Regions from separate parts of the Pan troglodytes genome. Here region 1 is linked to region 2. The links are chromatin contacts, called in public HiChIP or PLAC-seq maps. All regions are on one chromosome and are shown on one strand. Each heading gives the region's core, a stretch centred on a gene start, on an enhancer-like site or on the middle of the called end of the contact. The rest is flanking DNA. Distances are from core to core; before and after follow the strand shown.

Evidence for each region. HiChIP or PLAC-seq counts read pairs in DNA pulled down with a chosen protein or histone mark.
Region 1: a contact with region 2 is called in an H3K4me3 HiChIP or PLAC-seq map of stem cell-derived excitatory neurons, with 2.9 times the contacts expected there. The contact joins the promoter of LRRC4 here to the promoter of ARF5 in region 2. A contact is called at or near these places in 2 of 7 Hi-C or Micro-C datasets (induced pluripotent stem cells and stem cell-derived neural progenitor cells) and 1 of 1 datasets of contacts at active chromatin or transcription factors (stem cell-derived excitatory neurons).

The regions. Positions count from the first base shown.
Region 1 is chr6:143,443,441-143,446,968 of NHGRI_mPanTro3-v2.0_pri, forward strand. It overlaps LRRC4 (leucine rich repeat containing 4), which reads right to left and starts at 1,803. Exons shown (of 2, transcript XM_001151566.6): 1 at 1,714-1,803; 2 at 1-1,541. The coding sequence starts at 1,441. The region is part of intron 16 of SND1 (staphylococcal nuclease and tudor domain containing 1); the gene reads left to right.
Region 2 is chr6:143,004,641-143,008,390 of NHGRI_mPanTro3-v2.0_pri, forward strand. It overlaps ARF5 (ADP ribosylation factor 5), which reads left to right and starts at 1,859. Exons shown (of 6, transcript XM_519351.8): 1 at 1,859-2,071; 2 at 2,589-2,669; 3 at 2,991-3,100; 4 at 3,572-3,643. The coding sequence starts at 2,005.

The sequences.
Region 1 (3,528 bases), core at 553-3,052, 440 kb after region 2:
TGGACGTGGTAGGAACAGGCTTGTACTTTCGCGTTGTGTCCTCAGGCGAGATCTCCGTGGTCTCCACTGTTACTGTGGTGAAGAAGCTGTAGTTGGAGGTGTTGAGCTCAGCCGTGCTCACATTGAGGTAGGCCGAGGCGTTGGAGTTGCCTGCAACATTGGTCACCATGCATGTGTACACCCCAGTGTCTGAAAGCAGCACGTGGGAAAAGTTCAAGGTGCCGTCGTTGAGGACAGAGATCCTTGGGTGGCGGGAGGCGTGGCTGAGCACTGTCCCATTGGGCAGCAACCACTTCACGGAGGACATAGGGGGAGTCCGACACTTAAGTTCTGCCATCCGACCCTCAGAAATGTTGAGGTCTCGAGGTGCGTCCATGATGAAGGGGGCAGAGCACTGGAAGGAGGCCTGGTCCACCTCCACGAGGTAGCGGCCTCGCATGTGCATGGGAGCATGACAGCGGCCACAGCAGGTGGAATTGGTGGGTATATACTCTCGAAGCCACCAGGCTAGCCACAGAATGTCACAATCACAGTTCCAAGGGTTGTGGTGTAGATGCAACTCCACCAGGTACCTCAGCGGGGTAAAGAGGTCATGGGGCAAAGAAGAGAGGTTATTGTGGGCCAAGTTGAGTTCCACAAGTGAAGCCAGCCCGTCAAAAGCATTCCGCTCAATCAGGCTGACCTGTGAGTTCATGACCCAGAGCTTCTTGAGGGAGCTCAGGCCATGGAAGGAGCCAGGCCTGATCTCAGGGAAATGGTTCCCTGACATCTCCAGCTCCTCCAGCCCCACGAGGGGGGTGAGATTGGGCATGTCTTTAATGTTGCACATGCCCAAGTTCAGATACTTGAGGTTGAACAGCCCCTCGAAAGCTCCCTCAGAGATATACTCCAGCTTCTTGAGCTCCCCCAAGTCCAGGCGCATGAGGGAGGGCACCCGGTTGAAGGCGTAAGAGGGGATGCTTTCGATGGGGTTGTTGCGAAGCCAGAGCTCCCGCAGCTTGGACAGGTATTCAAAGGCCCCGCTAGGGATGACTGTCAGCCAGTTGTCGAACAGCTCCAGGGTGTTGAGGCTGGCCAGGCCGTTGAAGGCCCCCACCTCAATCTGCCGGATGGAGTTCCTGCCCAACTGCAGGACCTCCAGGTGGTGGAGGTGGCGGAAGGTGTCGGCCTGGATCATCTGGATGTTGTTCTCCATGAGGTTGAGGTACCGGGTGTTCGAGGGAATACCCTGCGGGACCTCGGAGAGGCCCCGGCGCGTGCACACCACCTTGCTGAACTGGTTACTGCACGAGCAGACGGAGGGGCAGTTCTGGGGCCCGGCTGAGGCGGCAGCAGCGATGGCTGCACACAGAATCCACACTTGCGCCGTGAGGTAGACGAACGGGAGCAGGATGGCATTCCAGGTGTGGTGGTGCACAGTTACCTGCCACAAGAGCTTCATGGTGTGGCACGTTCATAATTCACCATCGCCTGGGATTTTGGCTCGGAAAGGAGAACCAGCCCTACCCCGGCTTAAGTGAGCTAGGAGCTCCTCTTTCCATCTGGAGAAGGAGGTGGGGAGGGGGCGATTAGAGAGACGGAGCGGATCGGCCGAAAAAAATCCTGCCAAACTCGAGCGGCCCCTGGTCTCCCAACCCACCCTCAAGGCAAGCCCTCCGAAAGCTACGACTCTCCCACACTGCAACCGTCCCCACCCAGTTCGCCGTCACCTACCTCGGAAGGAAGGCAGGAAAGCACTGGCGTGGTGTCCTTAAGCTTTCTCCACGGGAGCTGGGCACCTCGTTCCCATTCCGACTTCTTAGTTTTAATTAACAAAAGGGGGAAGTGGTGGGGGCGGGGAGGGCAGAGGGGAGGGGAGGGAAGGGGTGGGGGAGACAAAATGGCCTCTAGTAAATCCGGAGCCGGAGCCGGCGAAGCCGCGGAGTTGAGGCGCGCCTGGGAGAGCCAAGGCCCGGCGGGCTATGCAGGTGCATGCCCCCTCCTCCGCCCGAGGAGCGGCGCCACCAGCGCTTCCCGGCTTTGTCCTTGGACCCTGGCACCGGCTCGCTCCAGCCGCGGGGGAAGGCGCTTCATCGCCAAAGTGCGCTCCGGCGGCCCCGGCCCGCTCTGCGGGCCGCCGCCGGAGGGAGTGCGGGGGCGCCCCGAAGCCGCCCAGGCCGCACTCGCTGGATGCTGCGCTCCCTCTCCCGGCGTCGGCCGCTCCGGGCCGGCGGCAGCTGATTGCGGTCGTGAGCTCGCGGAGCGGCGAGAGTTAAGAGGAGGTGTTCGCGGCGCCTTCGCCCTCCCCAGACACACACCCCCTTTCTCCTCGCCTCTTCTCGGAGGGTGGAAGAGACAAAAACGGGGGGTCAGTTCTCCAGTCCGCCGGCTGCCGGCGCGCGGGGCGGCGATCCGTCCGGCCCCCGAGGACCAGCGGCGTGGCGGCTGCGCTCGGACCCGGTCTGCCGGCCGGAGGAGCGCGCGGCGCCCGCGGTCGCGCCCGCACCGCAGGCCCCTTCAGAGAGTCCGGGGGCGGGCGCGGGTCCGGCGGCGGCGGCGGCCGCAGCCCCCGGCGGCGCGCAACCGCCCGCCGCTGCCCGGCCCCCGGCGCGCCGCCGGCTCCGGCTTTGTGCGGAGGGAGCGAGTTCGCGGCTTCGGCTCCCGGCGCCCTCAGTGGCCGCGCCGCCAGCGGACTGCTGCAGCGGCGTGAGCAGCGGGGGTCGCGGCTGCGGGAAACGCTCCGGAGCCCAGGAACATAGTCCCCGCTGGCTAGCGGCGGCGGCGGCGGCAGCAGCAGCAGCGGGGCCCCTGCGCGCGGCGCCCACCGTCTCCTCCTCGCGCCGGGCTCGCGGTGTTGCAGGCGGCAGCCACGCAGACTGCTCTCTCATCCTTTTGTCCTTCAGTCAGAACGTGAATGTACTGCTGACGCATACTGTTCTGGGAGAAGATTAGCGTGATGCAGTGCTCTTATGTATTAGCGCCGCTCCCCCTCCGTCGCCTGCCTCGCGGGGTTAACGCCGGCGCCTTCCAGCGCCGCGCCGGCCGGCGCCGCGCAGCCCCGCGCCTCCGGCCGCCGGTCTTCCTCCTTCCTCCTTCCTTCCTCCTCTCTTCCTCTCTCCCCCTCCCCCCTCCCCCCTCCCCGGGCCGCTTCCTCCCCGCCCCCTCTAGACGAGCGGAGCGGGGCCAGGGCGAGCGGGCGAGCGAGCCGGAGTGAGCGTCAAGTGAGGGGCCGCGCGCAAGTCGCAGGCGTTCGCAGCTATTTTGGGCCGGTCGGAGGGAGCAGTTGGGTGGCCGCTGATAGGCTGGAGCGGCGCGGGGCTGCGGCGGGAGAGCCGGCGCCGGCCCCCGCCCTCCGGCCCGCACCCGGGGCCCCCTGGCTCTGAAGAGCGGGGCTCAGGGGCCCGGCGGCCCGCGGCGGGGCTGCTGCATTTGGCCTGCCTCTCGCCCGGCCCGCGTCATCCTCACCCCCGCTGACTGCTGACGGGGCGCAGACTCGCGTTCGGAGTTCGGAACTGCGTGGTGGGGACTCGGGGGACGGCGGCGGGGGCC
Region 2 (3,750 bases), core at 609-3,108:
TGAGTCGTGATTGTCCACCTAACCAGAGATCAGGGAAACTAGCATTCCAGGCAGGTGGAAAAAAATGCAAAGACCTGTAGGGTATCGGAGTTTGACTCACCCAGAAAGCATTCAGTAGCTTAGGGTATGTGAAGGAGGTGACAACAGAGGGGCTGGCACAATAGGTAGGGACCCAACTTATGGCATTTAAATTTTATCTTGGGTTATAGTAAGGCCCTAATGGATTTTAATCTGAAAAGTGGGATGTCATCAAGACTTGTATGACATGTTGGAGGGAACAAGGGGCAGGAAACCTGTGAGGAGACTTTCAGTCATGGGGAACAGAAGGTAGTGACAACAGAGATGGAAGCAAAGAGGCTGATAAAAGAGCTAAATGTAGAATTGACCTAACTTGGTGAACACTAGTTCTGTTATTATATTGGAACTCTCTAAAATGTACTCTTCAGCCTCGTAAAAGCCTTCTTAGGGATGCAAGTCTATGACTGAAGAGAAAAGGAAAGTCATTCACTCACTCATACCTGTTTCCCAAAGTCTGTCCTTGTTACAGACTTTGCAGATCAGGATGGGGCAGGCCCTGGAGGTCTGTTCAGACCCCGTTTCTCAGTGGCCCAAATAACATCAAGCTGTATTATACATAACATTCAGTCACATTATCAAATCATTTTAATATTCACCATAACCCCTTAAGTTAGAACAAGTCTCCTTTTATAGATGACGAAATAACGGAAGAGTTATGAGGAGTGCTGAAGCCAAATCCTCAAGAAATGGCAGAATTAAGATTTGAACTAAAGCCTGAAATCACGTGCTGGCAAGTGGTGGGTGCTCAGTAAATATCTGCTGAAAAAGCAAATGAATGAGTGAAGGTTTTTTTATTCCCAGCTCAGTTTACCTCGAGTCCATAAACAATTGATCCTAGAAGCCTACTGGGAATCCAGAGTAGACATAACACCTACCCTTGCTCCATTGAGAATCCATCAGTCCAGTTCAACTGAACAAGCATTTGTTAGGCCTAATAATGCCTGGCAATGAGCAAGTCTCCACCGCAGAAGAATTTCATTCCTATTTTGCTATTCTCCTCTCAGATGTTAAAATGAGGCAGGGAAATGACATGTGAAGCTCTTTGGATCTACGGAGTCAAGATCTTCACAAAATCCTGAATGGGTGTGCAAGAATAAGCCAGGTCCATAAGTCTGTGGCAAAGTGAGGAACTTCAGCAAAGCGGCCAGCGCCTGGACTGAGAGGCGGGGCCCGCAGGGCTATCCAAACGAAGGTGGACTTCTCCAACAGCCCAGGAGTGGGTCTGTGACCCCGCCGCCCAAGGCCGTGAATCTTACACTGGTTCTGCGGATTGGGAATTAGGAAGTAGGCGTTTTGAGGGACCATGGAAGCTAGCTAGCACTCGGGCACCTTCCCCTACCTCCCGCGCACTCTTCACACGACCACCTACTACGCGCAAGTCCCTCGGTGGAAGATGAGGCAGTAAAGGGAGGACCAAGACCCCTAATCGCAGCTTCCACTCCCCAAAGGAGAGTGGTGCACACGTTCAGTGCTACTGGTTCCCAAGGGCTAAAACCGGAGCCCCTAGGGGCCTGGACGCAACAAACCAAAGCCCAGCGGCCGGCCACTGAAAATGGGGGCAGGGGCCGCTGCGGAGCGATGAATCCTTTCCTCAGCCGCGCTCGGGCTGCCGGTCGGCGGCCACAGGCCTGGCAGGCGCGTTAGAGACCCAGACCCGTTCCCAAGTAAGGGCCGCACGGGACCCAGGCCAGCAGCGGCAACTCGCGGAGCTTCGGCTCCCCCAGGAGCCAGAGCCGGGGGAGGCGGGGCCGAGAGCCGGGGGCGGGGCCCGGACGGGGGCGGGCCCGCGGTGACGTCGGGAGGGCAGCGACGCGCGGAGGCGGCGGCGGAGCCTCCTCCTGCTGCCGCTGCGCCCCATCCCCCCGCGGCCGGCCAGTTCCAGCCCGCACCCCGCGTCGGTGCCCGCGCCCCTCCCCGGGCCCCGCCATGGGCCTCACCGTGTCCGCGCTCTTTTCGCGGATCTTCGGGAAGAAGCAGATGCGGATTCTCATGGGTGAGGCAGATCGAGCGCGCGGCCCGGACCGGGGCGCCGGCCCCGGCGCAGCCCTTCCGCCCCCGCGTCCCTCCAGCCCCGCTCACCTGGGTCTCTGGCCCCGAGTCACCCACCTCATAACGCCCCGGGGCCTCTGCTCTCGGGCGGGTCCCGGTCTGCATCGCCGACCCCGGGGCCTGACACCCGGAGCTGCGGGCCTGGGTGGGGTGAAGCTCCCTCCGCCCCAGCCCGGCTGGTAAGAAGGGAGGATTCCGCCCTTGGAGACGACTTTTAAAAGGAGCGCGGCCTACCTCCCGTGCCCCTTGCCTCCCAGTCCTCTCCCGCTCCGCGCCCTCTTTGGAGTTGGCTCACGCCACCCGACTGCCCTCCAGGCCTCAAAGGTAGATAACGACGCGCACCTGGAGGCGCTCCCGCTCTCCGCCCCAGTCACCATCAGCTGTTGTGGCCTCTCCCTTTCCCTGGTCTCTAGGGGGCTCCCTCGCTCCCATCTCCATCCCTGTGCCCCTTTCCGTTGCAGTTGGCTTGGATGCGGCTGGCAAGACCACAATCCTGTACAAACTGAAGTTGGGGGAGATTGTCACCACCATCCCAACCATAGGTGAGCCCGGGGATGAAGCAGGGAGCGGGAGCGCCGCGGCGGGCCCTCGCGGGGTCTGCTCCCAGTTCTGCCACTTTTCTGGAGCTGACCCTGACACCAGATACAGCTATTTGAGAAGTGGGTCAGGGTATCTCTACGTGGATACCGGAGGCAGGGTGGATGTGACCTAGCCCCGCCCTGTTGACCGCCAGTTCTGGGGTTCTGTTCCCCTGGGCCTTGATCATTGCCTTCTGGTTTTGTGTCCCTGCTGAAATCTAAGTAGTTTTAGTGAGTTCCTTTCTTTCAGGAGTTTTCTCATATTTTTTTTCCAATTATCTGCAGGCTTCAATGTAGAAACAGTGGAATATAAGAACATCTGTTTCACAGTCTGGGACGTGGGAGGCCAGGACAAGATTCGGCCTCTGTGGCGGCACTACTTCCAGAACACTCAGGTGGAGTGTTGGGAGGGGACTTTCTAACCCCACGGGAAAAGGTGTTAGGGCTGGGAGAACAGAATTGTTGGCCTAGGCTGGGCCCCCAGGCCAAGGAAAAAACCCTTCCCCACTTCTACCCCTTCTGTTTGGCTACCCCCTACTCACTCTTCAGAACTCACCTTAGTCTTCCCCAGCTTGGACTTCTCTTTAGAAGCAGGATTCTGGGACCAGGCTGCCTGATTTAGCCCTCATAACATGTCTTTATTTCCTTGCACATCTTTGGATAAACTACTTCCTCTTTGCAGTGGGGTCTCTAGTTTGTGCCATGACTCCTGTAGAGCTTCTATAGAGTTCTGTAAACTTCTGTAGAGTTTACTAGATGAGAAGGATTGACACAATTACAAATGGGAAGAAAACAGAAAGGGCCACACTACGGTATGCCCCAGGCAGAAGTGATTGCTTCTCCTTTCTTCCTTCCTTCCTGCCCAGGGCCTCATCTTTGTGGTGGACAGTAATGACCGGGAGCGGGTCCAAGAATCTGCTGATGAACTCCAGAAGATGGTGAGTACCCAGAGCCCTGGGAACTGAGCCCTCAGCTTGGGGACAGAGTGATCTCTGTAGTGGTATAGAAGTCAGGGAGCCCCCCACAGGCATTGAAGACCAGGAAT